3 separate regions of the Sus scrofa genome follow, and all the other regions are linked to region 3. A link is a contact called in public Hi-C and promoter capture Hi-C data. All regions are on one chromosome and are shown on one strand. Each heading gives the region's core, a stretch centred on a gene start, on an enhancer-like site or on the middle of the called end of the contact. The rest is flanking DNA. Distances are from core to core; before and after follow the strand shown.

Region 1 (3,328 bases), core at 333-2,832, 320 kb before region 3:
AGCAGCCACCCCTCTCCTCCCTGACGGGGGCAGGGGACCCACTATCCTGACTCCGGACCCCTTCACCAAGTCCTGGATTCTCCCCCAATGGGGGCAAAGGCATTTAGGGTCACCCCTAAAGGAAATGGGAATCTGGGAGTTGACAGCTTCAAGAACCAGTCCAGCCTTGTCAAACCAGCCCTCTCCAGGGCCCACCTCAAAGATGTGGGTGAGAGGAGGGGCACTCCTTCCAGAGGCCCAGCAGTCCTGCTGATGTTGAGGCCCCATGCTCCCTGATGCGCAGGGCTGGCGAATAATGCCCATTCTCGAGAAGAGGAATCCTCAACATGTATAAAGCATCTCTCCCTGTTATCTCTGATCCTCACGACAACCCCCATCTGACCCATACAGAGCAATTAGGTGACTTGTGAGTGTTCCCCAGAGTGACCCTCCCCTCCCATCCTTGCAGAGCTGGCCTGTGAGCCTGTCCAGGTGGAGATGTGCATCGGTCTGAGCTACAACACCACGGCCTTCCCTAACATCTGGGTGGGCATGGCCACCCAGGAGGAGGTGGTGGAGCTCCTCAGAGGTTACAAGGTGCTCTGCGCAGAGATAATGAGGGACCCCCAGAAAGGGGAGGGAACCTGGGGAGCAGGATGCCTGAGGGCTGATCTCCTTCTTCCACAGAGCCTGACAAGTCTGCCCTGCTACCAGAATTTCCGGAGGCTCCTTTGCGGGCTGCTTGTGCCCCACTGCACCCCGCTAGGCAGTGTCCTTCCCCCTTGCCGCTCTGTCTGCCAGGAGGCAGAGCGCCAGTGCCAGTCTGGCCTGGCACTCCTGGGCACCCCCTGGCCCTTCAACTGCAACAGGCTGCCCGAGGCAGCTGGCCTGGAGTCTTGTGCCCAGCCCTGACCTTGAAGCCGGCCCCTGCCCTCTGCTGCCCATCCTCCTTTGCCTATCAGGGCAGGCAAGCAGAGAAGCAAAGGAAGGGGGCCAGCATGGGACTCTGCCCATCTCCTCTGGGTCTCCCCAGGGAGGGGAAGAGAAGTCCTTGGGGCTAATGGGACCCTCCCACCTTCCCAGATCCCTCCCCATCCCTTTACTTGCTCCAGCTGCTGCAAACAGCTGGCCTGACTCCACCACCTATACCACCAACAATCTGGACCACTTCCCACCCAAGCCTCTGACCCCAATTTGCTACCTGCTTTTTCAGGCTCTCCGCCACTCACCTTCTGACATTTTCATTTACTCAACAAAAATGTACTGAGTGCTTAGTTACATGGCAAGCCCTGTTCTGAGCACTGGGAAGCTGCTTTGTCTACTGCTGCTGGAACCTTCCACCCTCAGGTCTCATCTTACCTTTCTCCTGGTCTAGAGTGTTGCCCTTGGTCTCTGTCACAGCACCATCTCTCCTGCCTGCTCCTTGGAGTTGTAGGCGCCCTGAGCATCTGTCTCTCGCGGTTCTGCCTCTCTGTGCCTGGCTCAAATCTCTCTCTCTCTCTCTTTTCTCTCCCAAACTTTGGCCGGCCGCCGGGCGACACCACGAGTTATTTCCCTGCTATTTCCCAGCCCGGGTTCTTGGCCCCTGAACAACTGGTTTCCTCTTGGAGTCTGGGAGGAGCAGAGCAGCCGGCAAGGAACGACCCAGGGCCAGGGAGGCGCCGAGGGCAGGGGCTAGAGAGAAGTGCAGGGCAGGCAGCAGGGCTCAGCTGGAGGGTCCGGAGTAGCGCGCCCCAAAGGAGGCCAGAGAGAGCGCGAGCTTCCCCCGAGCCAGGATGGAGGGGTGAGTGGGGGGGGCGGGGAAACGGAGTTGGGGGAGGGGACTGTGGGAAAGCCTGGGCGCCGGCCCGTGGGGGAGGGGGAGGGAGGGTCGGCCTCTCCCTTCCCCGCTGCGCGGTGCTCCCGGGGGTTCTCGGATCTAGGGGCGCCGGGTTCTTCATCCTCCCGCGGCCGCTCAGCCTCTCTCAGGCGCATGGCAGTGGGGTGGGTCCCACGCCGACCACGCCGAGGCCGGGAGCGAGGCTTGTCGCGGGATTCTGGGTCCCGACTCCTGTCCTGCCCGGCCCACAGACGACCAGAGGCCCCCGGCGTCTGGGCTCCGCGTGCCGGCGCCATGAGGCCGCTCCTCGCCCTGCTGCTCCTGGGTCTCGCGGCCGGCTCGCCCCCACTGGACGACAACAAGATCCCCAGCCTGTGCCCAGGGCACCCCGGCCTTCCTGGCACGCCGGGCCACCACGGCAGCCAGGGCCTGCCCGGCCGCGACGGCCGCGATGGCCGCGACGGCGCGCCCGGGGCTCCGGGAGAGAAAGGCGAGGGCGGGAGGCCGGGTAAGAGGCGCCTCCGCTGCGATCCGTGGGGACGTCGGAGCTAGCCCGGCCCGATTCCGCTCTCCGGGCCCGGGGCTCGATCTTCCCACCAAGGGGGCGCCGCTCCTGTCCCACACCCCACCCCCACTCCCGACTCCGGCGGCTCCCAGAGCCGGGAGAGGAGAGGGTGACTCAGCGGCGGGAGCCACAACCCCTGGGATCCTCAGATCTGCCCCAAGCCCTGTAGGAAGAGGGGAGGGAGCCCTGGGGCGCAAGGCGGCCCCGGCCGGGCAGTGGTGGCTGGGAGGCTGAGGGTGGATGAGGGAGGAGCAGCGGGCACACCCTAACCGCTCCGCTTCTCCCCCACGCCCCGCAGGCCTCCCGGGGCCGCGTGGGGAGCCCGGGCCGCGAGGAGAGGCGGGCCCGGTGGGGGCGATGGGGCCTGCGGGCGAGTGCTCAGTGCCTCCGCGCTCCGCCTTCAGCGCCAAGCGCTCCGAGAGCCGAGTGCCACCGCCATCGGACGCGCCCCTACCCTTCGACCGCGTGCTGGTGAACGAGCAGGGACATTACGACGCCGTCACGGGCAAGTTCACCTGCCAGGTGCCCGGGGTCTACTACTTCGCCGTCCACGCCACCGTCTACAGGGCTAGCCTGCAGTTCGATCTGGTCAAGAATGGCGAGTCCATCGCCTCTTTCTTCCAGTTCTTTGGGGGGTGGCCCAAGCCAGCCTCGCTCTCCGGGGGCGCCATGGTGAGGCTGGAGCCCGAGGACCAGGTGTGGGTACAGGTGGGCGTGGGTGACTACATTGGCATCTATGCCAGCATCAAGACAGACAGCACCTTCTCTGGATTTCTAGTGTATTCCGATTGGCACAGCTCCCCTGTCTTTGCTTGATGCCCGCTGGAAAGTGAGCCCGTGCTCTCTCACTCCGAGGTGTGACACTGAGGGCCACATCATCCTGGAGGGCTGGCCCCCCTGGAATGTTGTGTAGGACTGCAGAGGTGGGATGGGGGCCTCTCCCTTCTGCTGCCTCAGGGAATGGG
Region 2 (3,388 bases), core at 172-2,671, 290 kb before region 3:
CCATGGCCTCTGGCCACTAACGGAGACGGAGGAGGGGGTCAGCAAAGGTTCCGCTAAGGTTCCGAAAGAAAGGGCTGATGTGGTTCGAGTGTCATCTCTTTGTCATCAAAACACTATCCCAGAGCATCCTCTCAAGTCACCTGCCCATCTCTGGCATTTGCTGCCTCATTCTGCTCCTCCCCCAACCAGCAGCAGGCTGCCCTGCCAGCCAGTTGGACTCTACCCCAGGCTCCCTTTGGACCCTCCTTGTTGAAGGAGTCCCAGCAGATGTGGACCCCTTTCCCAGGGATAGGGGACTGGGCGGGGGGGGGGGGTCTCTGATGCAAGGGTCCACTCTCACTTTTAGTTCAAGAGGCCAGAAGACCCAAGGTTTGGGACGAAGGGGGCTACCGGGTTCCCCTCACCTGGCTGTGTGGCAGATCTCACTCAGGCCGGGCAGCCTGAGGTTCCTGCTGATTCCTGCTCCAAACCCTTCCTGGCAGCAGCTGAGCCGCAGCAACAGGGGGCTTGAGAGGCCTGGTGGAAGGGGCAGAGTCCCGCTGCAGGGGTCCTTTCAACCCTCCCGCACAGCAAAAGACAATGGGGGTCAAGCTGGAGACCTCACACCCATGTACTCTCTTCCCTCCCCTCTTCCTCACTCAGGCGAGGCGAGAGTGAGTGGGACTAGGCTCGATGAGTGCAGAGGGCAGAAGCAGACGTCTCAAGACGGAGGCCGGGGCCTGGACAAGTGGGACAACCCTGGGCCTGGGAATCCGGCCCCTCCTTCCTTCCTCTAGGTAAAGACGGACTTACAAGAGCTGGGAATGAAGGGACAGCCCTTAGAGCGCCATCTCCACGCCCCAGTAAAGGCACCTCTGGGTCTGTGGACCTGGGCCTACGGTTCTTCCCTCAAAGCTGCCAGGACTGCAATGCCAGGCCGGCGGCAGCCGCCGTGGTGCAATCGTTCTCTGTGGCAGGGGTCCGGAGAGGCGGAGGAGGAGGCAGGGAGAGGAATGGAATGGGAGGGAGGCCCCCATCCGGACGCCAAGGACCAGGTCAGTGGCTTCTCCGCCAGGAGGTCCCCCAGGGCTACACGGATGGGCGGGGGCTGAGCCGGGGTGAGCGCGGCGGGATCTGAAGCGGTGGGACTTCGAGCATCCGTGCCAGCTTCCCCACGTTGCCGTCTCGGCTGGGCAGTCCGGCCGGGAGACACCTGTCGCCGCCCCCTCTCGGTTCCCCAGCTGGGAGCTGGGAGGCGGGCTCCGGCCTCCCCTCGCGCCGCGCGGTCCCGCAGCAAAGCTCCGGGCATCTCGGCGCCGGGCCCGCCCCCTAGGGCTGCGGCGAGCTGGGCGGGGGGGCGCGGGGGGCTGCGCGGGGCGTGGCAGGCCGGCCCCGGCGCTCCGGGCCCCCTCCCCCGCCCCCCTGACGTCAGCCCCGGCAGCCGCGAGCTCCCTCACTTGGCTCTCGCCCTCCGGCCGGGAAGCATGGGGACGTCCGGGCTCATCTGTGCCTTCCTGCTAGCCTCCTGCTGCTGCTGTCGCCGCGTTGCGGGTGAGTGAACTAGCTGGGGGGCCCGCGCCCCGAACGGCCTGGCCCGGGAATCTTCGGCGGAGCGTGCCCGGGAGCAGAGCCGGCATCGAGACGGGGACCCGGGCTTTGCACTGCGGCGTGCGCTCCTCCTCCCCAAGTCTCGGGCACCGAGCGCCTTGCGCGCGTGCAACTCTTCTTTGCAACCAGTTTGCAGCTCTATTCCAGACCGTCCTGGGAGCCTAATTGGAAAGGCGGGGGGCTGCTTCTTGGAGCGGGAAGGGGTGGGCCGAGTCTCTTGGGTTCTGTGGAGAGCTTTTCCTCAGGTGCTTTTTCTGGGGGCCCGCGTTTAGAGCTTTGGCGGGAGACGCAGCTACAGTGCATCCCCCAAACCTGAATTCCGCGCTCGCCTGTTGCTGGAAAAGGCAGCTCTCTTAGCTGGAGGGGATGCGCCGACCCCTCCTTCTCCCGCCTGGGCTTTGAGCCAGGCTGGAGGTGAGCGAGAGGGGGAGGAACGGCGGCTCCCGCCCCAGCAGGGCGTTGGCAGAGGCTGGAGGGCGGTGTGGGTCGCCTCGCGCCTACCCGGGTGACGGGATCACAGGTGGCAGGGACGAAGGATCGAGGATTCCCAGAGCGGAAGTGCCCAGACTTGTTACACTTCCCGGAATGGGACCACATTCAAGTGGAAAATGCACCCTTGCACCTCGGAGTTTTTCTCTGGAACTGCCCAGGAGCCCGGCGCTCCCAGGTTCATGGTGCCCTTGTATGGCCCGCAGCGGTGTCGCGTTTCTCTTGGCTCCCTTTCCCCGGTCCCAGCCTCTCTTTGGCTGGGGAAGGGGAGGTCTGGGAACTAGGGTGGCCTCATGCCGGTGCTGACAGCCCCTGGGGTACCCTCGGCTGCTGCCTCCCAAGCCCTTCTGGGGAAAGGGCTAAATCGGGCTCCACAGCTGCAGAAGGTCCAGCCCCACCCAGCCCTGCCCTTCTAGCTCTGGGGAAAAGGAACTAGGGATCTCAAGCTTCTGCTCTGGTTGTAGACCACTCCATCTGCTCTGCTTGTCAGCCCAGGGCAGCCACCCAGGCACCCGAGTCCGGCCAGATGGTATGGAGTGACATCACCTCCTCGCGGGGCGGGCAGCACGCTGGCACCACTGACGTCACTCCTGCTCACTGCCTGGTCCTTGCCCTGACCCCTGCCCTTACCTCAGGGAGAGATTCTAGCCCCTCCATGACTCTGACCCCTCCACACGCACGAGGCTCCCGAGATGGGGTCCCTTGAGTGTGTGGGATGTTCACAGCGGTGCTGCTGAGGGAGTATGAGATAAGGGTCTCCTGGCCAGGGTTGGCCCATTGGCTTTTATGGGGATTTAGGGAGGAGGCAAAGGGGAGAGTGATGTCTTCTCCGGGTGTGGGACATAAAGGGCCTGTGTGCCCAGGCCTGGCACATGCCTTGCATTCCCACAGTCTGAGCTCACCCAGAGAGGAGGGGGCCTGGAAGGAAAGTGGCCTTCCTCTTGGCCCAGGCCTGGGTCACCCCCTGCCAGCCCCATCTGGGAGGTTCCTGGTGCTCGGGACCACCCCCAAGTCCAATGACCATCCCCAACTCCCTTGAACCAGGAGAAGGCTGACTCGGCTTGAGGGTAGAGTGTTTGAGGGTTAGGAAAGGACAGGGTGCCCTTCAGATCCTGGAAGTGGCAGGAAGAGCAGCTGCAGCGAGCGGCTGTGAAGGGAGGGCATGGAGAGCAGCTGGAGCTGACAGCTGCTGGGGTGCCCCCCCACCAGGTGTGCCTGGAGAGGCGGAGAAGCCCGCGCCTGAGCTGCTGGAGGTGGAAGTGGGAGGCACAGCCCTTCTGAAGTGCGGCCCCTCCCATTCCCAGAGCAACTT
Region 3 (3,530 bases), core at 964-3,463:
ATGGGGGACTGCACAGGACTCGGACAGTGGACTGGAGCAGATGTCCATGGGACGTCACTTCCGAGACCAGGCTCACATCCTCCAGTGCTCCCTGAAACCACCGCACAGGAGACCAGGAGAAGCAGCAGGATTACATCCTGGATGAGAGTGAGGCCACATTTAACAATGAATGGCAGAGGGAGACATCCCGATTCTGGCAGCAGTGCCCTCTGGAATTTCACTGGCACAAGGCTTCAAGGGATGTGGGATGAAGGGCTGAAGGGCCTCCCTGCCCAGCTATACAGGGCCCTGAGGACTCCCCCTCCCCATAATCCCACCACCATGCTGACTAGTGAGGGGCCGGGCCTGGCCCCTCAGCTTCTCTTGTACAGGGTGAGAAATCATCCCCTGAAATAACTTTCCTTGTTAACTCCCACTCCCAATTTAATATTAAGTTAACAGGCAAACTGGCTCCTACCTCTCTTTCCCCCTTGCGGGGGTGGGGTGGGGTGGGGGTTGTCTCAAGGAGAACTTCTCATTGCCCCTTTACCTAGTTTTTCCTTCTTTAAGCTCCTTACCATAATGACTCCACTTCTCCTGTGTAACTGCTAACTTGATTTTTCTGTTTGCTGCTTCCATCTCTGAATCTCATCTTCCCTGTCATGCACTGAAGGGGCTTTTGGGGTAAGCTCTGTGTTTAGGGGCCGCCTCCAACCCTCAGCAACCCTAGATCTTTGCCTATTTCCTTCTCAGATCCCCTACTGCCTAGCCAGGGCTGCGTGTGCAAGGAGAGGACGGGTTACCAACCGTTTCTCCTTTCCCAACCCCTGCACATTACAAAGATCTTCCCCACACCCTTTTCTGACTTTATTTTTTGATCTATGAGGTTGCAACAAACTAGGTGTTTTTAGAATAAAGGAGAATGGAAAAAAGGAAGAAAATAGCCTCTTCTGTTCCTAAAGGACCTTAGTAGTCTCTCTGTCACACATTAAGTAATTGCTTACTGCCAACTTTCATTACATGCTGTTCTCTATTGGCTCAATACACTAAATCCCATGCCCTAACTAGATTATAAACCTTTCAAGGACTCTGTCATAGTTTTTTTGTGTCCAAAATAGTGCCTAGAATGAGTGCTACGAAGAAAATGGATACTAATGAGGTCCACCATACTTCTAATGAATAGACGAAGCTCCAGTACCTAACACAGACCCAGAAAATCCACACTCTGCCACTTAATCATTCATAACCAGGGACTTACCGTGCATAATCCTGGGGGGAGATCAGAAACTTCTCTTTCATCTGGAACTCAGCCTTGTTCTCCCACCAGAATTTGTTGGTTGCTTTCTTGTGCTCTGGGCTGAGGTTGGAGAGGATAAGTAATCTCAATGAGAGATTAAAGAATATTACTCAGATATATAGGCATTAAATAAATAATGCAAATTGACGTCTGGGTTTCTGCCTCTGGGCAAGGCTGAGAGATGTATGCTGTTAGTAGTCTCTTCCAGCATCTCCAGTCTCCTCCCAATAAAAATGGAAGAATCTGAGAGGAAGTGATGGGCAGCAACCTTGTCTGAGGCAGCTGCTCAGCTGGCTTTCGAGCTAGACCTCCAACACCACTGGGACCATGGCAGCCATAAACTTGCTACCCTTGATGCCTATAAGAGGATTCAATTATCTACCCTGATCAAATCACAAAAGCGTTCTTCCTCTCACCCACCCCAAACCCTCCCTTCCACAAGTGTGCTCGATTTTGTTATGCGGCTCCTGACACGGCGCTCACCTGGCCAGATGCTCCAGGAGCCCCCCGTGCAGCACGGTCAGGTTTCCGTGGCTCAGGTGTTTCCGCACCTCACAACTGCAGCACAGGCACCAGCAGCTGCGCTCGTGCTCGGGCACGTAACGCTCCACCTGAGCGGCGCGGATCGCCTTGCGGGCAGCCTCTACCTGTGGCAGAAAGGGGGAGAGGCTAAGTGGAACCCCGGCGGGACTTTCAGATCCCAAGCCCTCCGGCCCTCCCTGCTCGCTCGCATCCCCGCCCCCGGGCTTCCATGGTCCCCTCCGGCCTCCTGTCCGCACCTGCGGCAAGAGCCGCTCCAAAGCCACCTTCAGCTGCCGCTGGTGCTTGCGGCTGTAGACGTGCCCGCGACCGCAGAAGAAAGTCTGGCGGCAAAGAGGGCAGCGCTGCGCCGGCGCCATCGGCGCGGGACTCGGGATCCGCGATGCGGAGCTGCTCCTTTGCCGTCCGGTGACCTCTGACCTCTAGGGGGCGGGGCGAACCCATCTGCCCCCAGTGGAGGGCAGGCGCCACTGCAAGCCCTTCTGCGGCTGCGCGGGTTTTCTCCTGGCTGCCTCACGGCGCGCAAACCCAGCCAGTCGTCTAGTCACCTAGTGCTGTGTGTTCGGATGAGGTGGTCGATTTCGCTTGTGCAGATGCGGGGAAAGAGCGCGCAGGTTGGGACACAGACAAGGACCAATACAGACAATGTAACAATCATAACTAGTGTTTAATAGGGTGCTCAGTGTGTGTCCAAAGCTTTTGTTAACTACCTCACGTAGGAGGACCCTTCGTGGCTCAGCGGGTAATGAACCTGACTAGGATCCATGAGGACGCGGGTTCCATCCCTGGCCTTGCTCAACGGGTTAAGGATCCGGTTGGCGTGAGGTGTGATGTAGGTGGCAGACACGGCTCGGATCCTGTAGGCTAACAGCTACAGCTCTGATTGGACCCCCTAGCCTGGGAACTTCCATATGCTAAAGCAAAAAAATTGCAAACCCCCCCAAAAAACTACCTCATGTAATCCTCAGAATAACCCAATGGGATGACTATCCTTACTGGCATTTTGCAAGCAGGAAACTGAGGCGTGAAGGAGGAAGTAATTCTATGGAAGGTTGCACAGGTGTAAAGTGGCAGAGGCAGTACCAGCTGGCTGTTGGGAACACAAACTGAAGGCCTAATCTGAGACCTAATCACACTCATACCACCATGGGGTGTTCTGAGCATTGCTCCTGTAAAGATGTAATGGCAAAGCCAAAAAGGTTGCAGAATCATTGCTAAGAGAAGACATTTTTAATCTGTAAACATGCTCGGAGTTTCCTTATAGCACAGCAAGTTAAGGACCCAGAGTTCTGGTCTCTACTGTGGTGCAGCTTCAATCCTTGACCTGGGAACTTCCGCCTGCCCAGGGTGCAGTAAAAGGAACCCAAAAAACAAAAAACGGTAAACCTGCTAATCTAGAGGAATTTTACTAATTCTTCATAAGCCACTTCTCCCAGAGTCAACTGCCTTCCTATCTCCTTTCAGACCTAAGGTAAATTGCTCCTTCACAGGGCTAAAATCCCCAGACTATCATCTCTACCCTAGAGCTCCCTCCAAAAAAAAGACTGGGTCCTAGCCCAGACCTTACTTGAAAGATGAGCAAATAAAGCTGGTATGGTGTCCCTAGCTTTCCTTAGATTTGTTAACGGTGGAGTTCTCTGGTGGCTCAGTGGATTAAGGATCTAGTGTTGTCACTGCTGTGGCTGGAGTCACTGCTGTGGTGCAGGTTCAATCT

The links. Promoter capture Hi-C pulls out the DNA fragments that hold promoters and counts their contacts. Hi-C and Micro-C count contacts between places; a contact is called where the count stands out from the background.
Region 1: a promoter capture Hi-C map of fetal liver shows a contact between it and region 3, with 3 times the contacts expected there. The contact joins the promoter of C1QTNF5 here to the promoter of CCDC84 in region 3. A contact is called at or near these places in 1 of 5 promoter capture datasets (fetal liver), 2 of 47 Hi-C or Micro-C datasets (heart right ventricle and mesenteric adipose tissue) and 2 of 2 datasets of contacts at active chromatin or transcription factors (alveolar macrophages and skeletal muscle).
Region 2: a contact with region 3 is called in a Hi-C map of liver, with 4 times the contacts expected there. The contact joins the promoter of MCAM here to the promoter of CCDC84 in region 3. A contact is called at or near these places in 1 of 5 promoter capture datasets (fetal liver), 3 of 47 Hi-C or Micro-C datasets (heart right ventricle, liver and mesenteric adipose tissue) and 2 of 2 datasets of contacts at active chromatin or transcription factors (alveolar macrophages and skeletal muscle).

The regions. Positions count from the first base shown.
Region 1 is chr9:46,548,400-46,551,727 of Sscrofa11.1, reverse strand. It overlaps C1QTNF5 (complement C1q tumor necrosis factor-related protein 5), which reads left to right and starts at 1,582. Exons shown (of 3, transcript XM_003129940.3): 1 at 1,582-1,762; 2 at 2,050-2,306; 3 at 2,662-3,328. The coding sequence starts at 1,755. The coding sequence ends at 3,179. MFRP (membrane frizzled-related protein) reads left to right here. Exons shown (of 12, transcript XM_013979475.2): 11 at 449-576; 12 at 667-1,345. The coding sequence ends at 891. LOC110255443 (a long non-coding RNA gene) reads right to left here and starts at 1,447. Exons shown (of 3, transcript XR_002335677.1): 1 at 1,339-1,447.
Region 2 is chr9:46,520,124-46,523,511 of Sscrofa11.1, reverse strand. It overlaps MCAM (cell surface glycoprotein MUC18), which reads left to right and starts at 1,421. Exons shown (of 16, transcript XM_005667431.3): 1 at 1,421-1,530; 2 at 3,286-3,388. The coding sequence starts at 1,464.
Region 3 is chr9:46,229,093-46,232,622 of Sscrofa11.1, reverse strand. CCDC84 (coiled-coil domain containing 84) reads right to left here and starts at 2,213. Exons shown (of 11, transcript NM_001244396.1): 1 at 2,056-2,213; 2 at 1,760-1,923; 3 at 1,238-1,336. The coding sequence starts at 2,175. It also overlaps the pseudogene LOC110255442.